Regions from separate parts of the Columba livia genome. Here region 1 is linked to region 2. A link is a contact called in public Hi-C data. All regions are on one chromosome and are shown on one strand. Each heading gives the region's core, a stretch centred on a gene start, on an enhancer-like site or on the middle of the called end of the contact. The rest is flanking DNA. Distances are from core to core; before and after follow the strand shown.

Region 1 (4,006 bases), core at 613-3,112, 120 kb before region 2:
GGCAAAGAGTTGCTTTGCAGCTGGTTTGCAGATGGGGAAATCGGCTGAACCCCCCATTCCACCCTGGCGAAAACAGACTGACAAAAGGCTACGGTGGCTCCAGAAAGAAAATCTCTGTATTAAAAGCCAAATAACGCAGAGCTACAATAATAAATACACACTATCTCAACTGGGAAATACAGTGAAAAAGCTTTGTTAAAGTTCAGCTTCATCAATAACTACATATATATATATATATATATATATATATATATATACTGCTTCAGTTCTCAATCCTGCCAAAGAGACTTCTGTAAATAAAGAAAAAACCCACTCAAACTGTATTTCATATACAAAAAAGCTACTCCGACTACAACAAATGCAGTTGAATGGGAGGGTCTTTTTTATTTCCTGCGTTGTTGTTTTTTTGGGTTTTTTTGTTTTTTTTTTTCTACTAAAAGGTTCGTTTAAAACGGGTATTAAAGATATAAAACGAGCACACAGGATTCGGTCCCCTCCGGCGGCGGGGTGAGTGGCGCGGCGGGGCTGCTCCCCTCAGGGCGGGACGGACTCTGAGGCGGCCCCGGGACCCTGAGGCGACGCCGGGACCCCGAGGCAGCCCCCGGGCGGCCCCACGGCACACCGGGCCGGCGGCCTCCCTCCGCGCACCTGGGACAAGCTTTAAACAAGAACAAGACGGCAGAGTTTGGCCCGGCGGGAGGCGGCGGCCGCCCCGCGTCCCTCCGCACCGCACGACGAAAAGAAGCGGGGGAAGGAGTGACCGGGAGAGGCTACTTGGCGGCGGCGGCGGTGGTGCCGGCGGCGGTGCTGCGACGCTGCTCCATGCCGTTGGGCAGGAAGCCGGCGATGATGGGCACCGGCCAGATGAGGGCGGCCACGCTCCACACGATGATGACCAGAGTCATGAAACAAGCTACCAAGGTAGACTCGATGGGCTTGCGGTTCATCCGCCAACCCGGCTCTCCCTTCAGCTCCTCCAGGCTGAAATCCAGGCAGCAGAAATTCAGCGGCTCCCCTTGCAGCCAATACTGGCCGGGCTCCGCCGCCGGCGGGTAGGAGAGCGAGGAGGAGGCCCCGGCGGCGGCAGCGGGGGCTTGGGGAGCGGCGCCCCGCAGGCGCCCGACCCGTCTCCCCCGCACCCAGCTGCAGCCCACGCAGAGGCGCAAGTCCTGCTGGGCGCCGCCGGCCGCCAGCCCCAGGTGCTCGATGAGGAGCGGTGGCCCCACGCGGTGGAAGGCGGCGGAGAAGAAGGCCCGCCCGTGGCTGTTGGTGGAGAAGAGCAGGAGGTCGCACTGGATGCCCAGCGGGCGGCTCCAGCGCACCAGCAGCGAGCTCAGCATCTGCCGCTGCACGCTGATATTGCAGTGCGGGTCCTCGGCGGGCTGCGGCTGTCCCTGCGGCTGGGGACGCTGCTGTTGCTGCTGTTGCTGCTGCTGCTGCCCGGAGGAGGTGGGAGCGGAGGGGAACGGCTCTTGGCTAGAGGCAGCCGGCGTGCCCGGGCTGGTGGTGCCACTTTCCTCCTTGCTTGCTGCCCCATCGAGGTCCATCTCGACGCTGGCCAAGGTGCGAGAGGAGGAGTTGACAGGGGGCAAGAAGAGCTCTTGCTCCTGCTCCTCCTGCCCGCTCGCAGCCGCCGAGGGGCTCCAGCCCTGGCAGGGCGGCAGGCAGGCGGCCAGCAATGCCGGGAGTAGCAGCGGCAGCATGGCATTGACTTAGAGCCGGACAGGAGGGAGAGGAGGAGGAGGAACGGGCGGCTGCATGGCGCAGCCGGCTGCCATCTGGGAAGGGAGGCACACTGCTCCCGCCGAGAGAGCGAGAAAAAGGGAAGGAGGGTGGGGGCAGGCGAAGGGGGTGGGAGCGGGGCTGGGGCTGCCGCGGCGGCGAGGCGAACAAGCTGGGAGCCTCGGTGACGGCAGCGGCTCCCCGCTTCCCCGCCTCCTCCGCCCCCGGCCCGGCCCGGCAGCGCCCCAGCGGGAGGAGCCGTGCGACCGGCCGGCCCCGCCGCCGCGCCTTGAGGTGCCGGCCCGGCGCCCCCGCCCCGCGGCCGGGCAGCTGCTCTCCCCGGGCAGCCAGTGCCTCCCTGCCCTGGAGCATCCTCTCCCCTCAGACAGGGACCGCTCTCCCGTGCCGACACGGCGCCGGTTCCTGCCACCCCGTCCTCCCCCGTGGGGGAGAGCTGAGACCCCCTCAGCTCCGCTGCCGTCCCGGCCGCAGGGGCGAGAGGTTCCCCGCTGCCTGGGAAAGGGAGAGGCTGGTAGCGCCCTGGGACGCGGGACCGCTGGGTCCCTCCCGTCCCGCATCTCCCGGCCGAGAGAGCATCTGTGGGCGGCCGCGGGGGCTGCCGTGGCCATCGCCTCTCTCCCTCTTCGGGGGCCAGGGGCGAGGGAAAGAGGCTGGTTCCTCCGGAAACCGGCTGCGCAGACTTTAATCTCGACTTCGTAGGAAGGGAAAGGGACAGGGGAGTGGGGGACGCGGAGGAAAGGGAGTTTGAACAGACAGGGTGCACCGGCTGGGCTCTTCCAGCGGTGCTCTGCAAGTCCGGGCTCAGCCCCGGGGGCTGCTCCCGCAACCTGGCCGGGGCTGGTGTGCGGGGCATCCACAGACAGGCACACTCGGTCCCTGTAGCAATAATTTCAACGTAGAAGTTTATTACAAGGAGCACAAAGCTACCAAGCGTGGTAGCTGTGAGACTCCGTTGTGTTTTTCAAAAAGCTGCTTTTGAAGCGCGATAGTTTGTAATCAAGCTAGGTAGCACAGCTTGTGTCACGACCCAGCGCTGGCTACTGTGTTACTCTGGACACAGGTTGAGGCTCGCTGTGTTGCAGTTTGACACTTGGAGCCTTGCGGTGTACAGAACTGGATGACACAGATGATGAACATTGTTTAGCCTTTACCTTGGGCAGAGGGTGGAATAGAGTTACATTTTCCTGGCAAGCATCCAGAACCGGGATTCTTATTTGCCTTTACAGCCCTTTTTTTGACAAATACAGATGCAAAAGGGAAGCATGAATACAAAACCTAGGGAAAAATCTATGTAAACGGTAGAGCTGAACTCCGTATGGTGCTTCTTTAAGGATGGCATTGGTCCCATGTCAGACATGGTCCCACGTCAAAGCAACACATGGACACATTCTCACTCGGAGAACGAGTTACTGTAATATCACTCCCAAGTCTTTCAGATGAGTGAGGGTAGTGAATGAGGGTAGAGAGTAAATTTTAGATTTGCTGTAACTGAACATGAATGAAGGTAGTGAATCAGTTTTCTTTCAAAACCCTTGCCTAAATATATCATGACAAAACTCAGAGTTGCTTGCCTTCTATTCAAAAGAGACCTAAGCACCAAAACGGATTTGTGTTTGATCCCTCATTAGCCCAAAGGGTATTGTCTACCAGATCTCTCTAGTTTGGCTACGTTTTTAGTTTGGTTTGTGACAGAGAAAAATGCCCGATGAAGTGTTCAAAGCAAGCTGTCTGGTTCCAGTTGTGGAGTTTTGCTCAGATGTTACAATACGTTTAATACCATTTTCAGTGCTATTTCAATGTCTCTTATTTAAGAGCTCTCTGATACTTTTTATTGTCCCTTGAATGTGTCTCCTGACGTCCTTTGTCATATCTGCAGTCCCCTACATTTCTGTGGCTGTAAATTTTTCTGTTGCAGTGTGTCTATAGACTCAAAACCAGACTAAGAGAAGGTTAATGCACAGCAAATACTGCCAAAACTGTGGGTCCACTTATGTACACCAATTACATTGCACTGGGATTTTGGCACAAAGGACTGGAAATGAAACTAAGCTTGGTAAATAGGGTTTAGTTCCTGAATGCTGTTGCCGTATGTGGGTGGCAAATGTTCTCAGGCAGAGCTTCAGTTCTTTTGGTCTCAACTCCCAGCACCCAGCTGAATACAGTCAGGGGTATTTGCAAAGAAGTTTGGGGAGGGAGGGTTGAGCTAAGTTCATTTTCCTGCGAGGAAAGATAACCTGCCACAGGAAGGCTAAATGCATTTTGC
Region 2 (3,903 bases), core at 1,175-3,674:
GCATGCCTAGTTGCAGTCTGCTACAGGAGGATTATAGAGCAGACAGAACCAGACTCTTCTCAGAGGTGTACAGAGAAAGGAAGAGATAACCAGTCACAGATTGCAGCAAGATCCAACTGGATAGAAGGAAAATAATTTTGACAGTGAAGGTGGTCAGACTGGAACAGTTTGACCAGAGAAATTGTAGGATCTCCATCATTGTGTATTTTCAAAACTCAGCTGGATGAGACCCTGAGCAACCTGAAGTTAGGTCTTCTGTGAGAAAGGGGTTGGACCAAATGACTTCGAAAGGTCCCTTCTAGCCTATGTTATTTTAAGAGTCCGTGATTCTGTACCTGTATGAATTTGAAATGTGTTTTTTTCATAGTCTGCTGTGACAGAGCAGCAATACCAAAGCACTGTGCCTAGATTGGTCTACATATGGTAAATTGCAGAAAAAAACCTCTTAACTTCAATTAAAAAAATGCTCAAGAAGCACTTGACTATGTCTAGTGACAATAGCAAAGAAAATTTCTTTCTGTACAAGTAATTTGCAAGACTGTGGAGAATTCCTTTGAGGCCATATGCAATCTCAAGAACTGTTTGTTGCACACGTGAAGATATGTTACAGCATTGCCCCTAGGATCTACTGTACGTACTGCTTATATGTGTGCTCAGAACACAAGATGACTGTAACAAATTCATCATTACGCGCAAAATTGTTTGCTTCCTTTAGCTCTATGCACTTGGAGCATTAGGTGCTTTTAAGTCATGAAGTTAAATTAGGATCTTGTTTTGATATGGAAATATCAACTCCTTTATAAATATGACCACGTGTTTAAAATATGTTTTAGCATTGGTCAGAAGCCACTTTTGCTCAGTCTTCTCTTAGGACAGCTCAAGGGCTGGTCTGAGAGATCTGAAAAGAGTGATTAGAAACAACAAGCTTATTGCTAGGAAGTTTAAAAGTCATGGTGTTGAAGCCCACAGCTTCGAGGGAGAACATTAAAATGTTAAAAAACACTGCCCTCTTGTGCATTTTCAGCCTTTCTCTAGCTGCTCAGATCTTGTTCACAGATCAAATTAGTAAAATTCTGCTGCATCTCAGTTAATGAGAGCTGCCACCATTTAAAGTGTTATCTAGTATCCTGACAAGTTTTTATTATTACCCTATCAATCTGTAGGAATTTTTCATTTTGATTGGTTTTCTTCAGGGAAATTTTCATTGTTTGGCTCCTATCCTCTGACTTTCAAATCCATGGAAATATTTTCTGACAGTCTTAAATTCTGTACTAATGGCTATTAATATAATCAGGAAGGTGAAACCTAAAGTTTAACATTTCATAGTTCAGATTTTCAAAGCAATCTCTTCAAATATTATGTACATTATTACAATAGAAATATTATAGGCCATTAATTTGCAGATGTCACACATGCTTTCATAAAAAATGCAATGTTTGTAGGCATCTAAAATTGTAAAGGTGTGAATATAGTTTAAATATCCCCTGATGGTGAGGCATGATCTTTAATATTTTTAATGATTGAACTGGAGATGTTGGGAAGTGTTGCTCATTTCCTCAGGAATAACAAGGCAGAATAAATAGCACCCTCTGGGTATTGGTACATGTGACAACAGATTAAGCCCAAATTGATGTCATTTTCTTTTAGAAATCTGGTCTGTAAAGTGTATTGGTTCTGGGATTAATTTACAAGCCTATCAGCCTTCCCAGCTGTGACCACCGCTGGGAGAGGGGCCAGGTAGGCAGGTGGGGCCAGCAGCCTCCTCATCGGTTCCAGCCTGATCCACCATGGTGAGCATGTGCTGACACACTCGCTTACACCTGCTCAACTGGATTATTGCAAGTACAAGTTACACAGAATTTGACTTTTCCCTAGGCTTTAGTAATTGGTTCTGCCTGATGAATAATTGGAAATGGGATCTAGCACATTCTCCCCAGAGGATTATAAAGCAATAAAAAAGTTTATTGTTGCCATTAAGTCAGCAGATTTGGTTCTGACAGAGAAAGCACTGTTTTCACATAGCTACATTACAGAATAAAAGAAGATAAGTGTGTGACAGAAATAACTTATCCTGTAAAGGCAGGATGTTAGAGCTTCTCTGCATTCATTAGGGACTTTGTCAATAGTGTTGATTGTAAGTAAAAGCACTCAGCTATTGGCTGTGTAAAATCTGAACGTTCGATATTGTTTGATCTTTTTTCTTCCTAAAATGATGAGTTCCCACATCTCCCAGTCATTTCTGGCTTTCTACAGGATTGCCAGGTTGTTGCAGGTAGGTCTGACTGCAGGTTTCACAAGCACCTGAACTCAGTTGGCAGTGACTGACCAAGGTCTTGTCTTGGCCCCAGAACATACTATCGGGCTCTCTCAGCCTCTCAGGAAGTGTGGGATGCAGATACAAGCAGTGAGCTCCCTTGCCAGAGCCATCCTTTCTTCTGACTCTGCTCTTTGTCACTGTGGCAGGCTCCACAGAGTCCTTCCAAGCAGGTCATTTGTAATTGGATTGAAAGTCCTACTCGCGGTGTGTGGAGGAGAACAAGTAGCCTAAGGACTTGGCAGTGAGCAGGAGTTCCTGATCTGTCTGTCATGCTTGCCCCTCCATCCATTGCATGCTTCTATATAGAGAACTTATTCTGTTGTAGAAATGAACCTGTACATGAACATTACTGAAAGGAAAAAGGTGGATTACATGCTTCATGGCTAGCACAGCTGATCCTTCTGGGAGGTGTCAAGCAGACTTAACAGGTGGGGTCCCGTCTGACGTACGTGTTCAAAAGCTGCAACAACTCAGGACACGGTGCCCGTACTCCAGCGTGGGCACAGACCAATTTCACAGGCAGGTGAAGGCGCATCCTGTTCCAGCACCCTTACAATCTGAAGTGTAATCAAATGTTCAAAGAACTCAAGCCACCTCTTCATTTTCTGTGCCAGAAATGTCTGTTTGAACACAGCTTCACTTCAGGTGTGCGCAGTGGTGTGGCTCAGGAGGCGTTTATGACACCAGACCATGACTGGTGCTGCAATATTTAGATCAGAATCGCATCACACCTGACGTGCTGCTGTGTCTTGGCAGTTCCCTTCTGCAGCCAAGAAAGACGTCGCTTTCTTCAAAGAGGAAGGTTTTTAGGTGTTTGGTTTTATCAATGTATATTAAAGTGTAACTCTGAGCGTGACCATGAGATGGAGCCACAACAACACTGGCAAAATCTCTGTACGCTGCAGGAGAAATACAGTACTGGGCTCGATCTGTTTTTGAGCCCTGTGTTTGTTAGATGGTCTCTGGCTTGCTCATTTTGGGCATGTCTCCATTCTCCTGCGGTCTCCCACTAGGAACACGTAGGGGTTTTTTTCCCCATACTTGGTAATGTATTTTGTATTGCATTTTTGTAGCCTCTGTCAGCATAAACAAAAATAGGAAATGCTTATTCCTGCATTCAGCTTTTACTAACTTGGCGTATGATCTGTGCTTACTCTTTGTCATTAAAAACAAGTCTTCCTTGGAAAGTCACTTTTAATGGAGAGCCCTATCTGATTTGGATTTTCTGGCTACTTCATTAGCTTTATTTTACATAGCAGCAAGTGTAGCTATTTTAATAATGGTGTGAGACCTTAAAGAGACTGAAATATGCAGTGACGGGGAAAAATATTTTTATTTTTCCTTGGTGCAATAAATTTAATTTGTGTAAGAAACTTATCCTGAACAGTTATCTCCTGAAGCATTTTTCCACCATTTGTTGATGACAGAATTGCAAGGGTTTTGTTCCTGATTTTAATCTTCTAATTCACTTGCATATTTTGAGATAATTATTGCCTATTTTTAAAATACTTTTTCTTGCTTGTCCTGTCTGAATTTGGCTTCAGTTCTCACCTCCTTAAGTTCCTTTGATTTATTTCTAAGCAACA

Evidence for each region. Hi-C and Micro-C count contacts between places; a contact is called where the count stands out from the background.
Region 1: a contact with region 2 is called in a Hi-C map of crop, with 4 times the contacts expected there. The contact joins the promoter of TMEM158 here to the enhancer-like site in region 2. A contact is called at or near these places in 2 of 2 Hi-C or Micro-C datasets (crop and liver).

What each region holds. Positions count from the first base shown.
Region 1 is chr2:47,556,846-47,560,851 of bColLiv1.pat.W.v2, reverse strand. It overlaps TMEM158 (transmembrane protein 158), which reads right to left and starts at 1,862. Exons shown (of 1, transcript XM_065051767.1): 1 at 1-1,862. The coding sequence starts at 1,703. The coding sequence ends at 771.
Region 2 is chr2:47,440,007-47,443,909 of bColLiv1.pat.W.v2, reverse strand. The region is part of intron 14 of LARS2 (leucyl-tRNA synthetase 2, mitochondrial); the gene reads left to right. Among named protein-coding and RNA genes, the nearest start is that of LIMD1, 36 kb to the right of the region's middle. Within about 2 kb of position 2,424, at least 1 of the 3 cell types and tissues checked has an H3K27ac peak away from gene starts, as active enhancers do.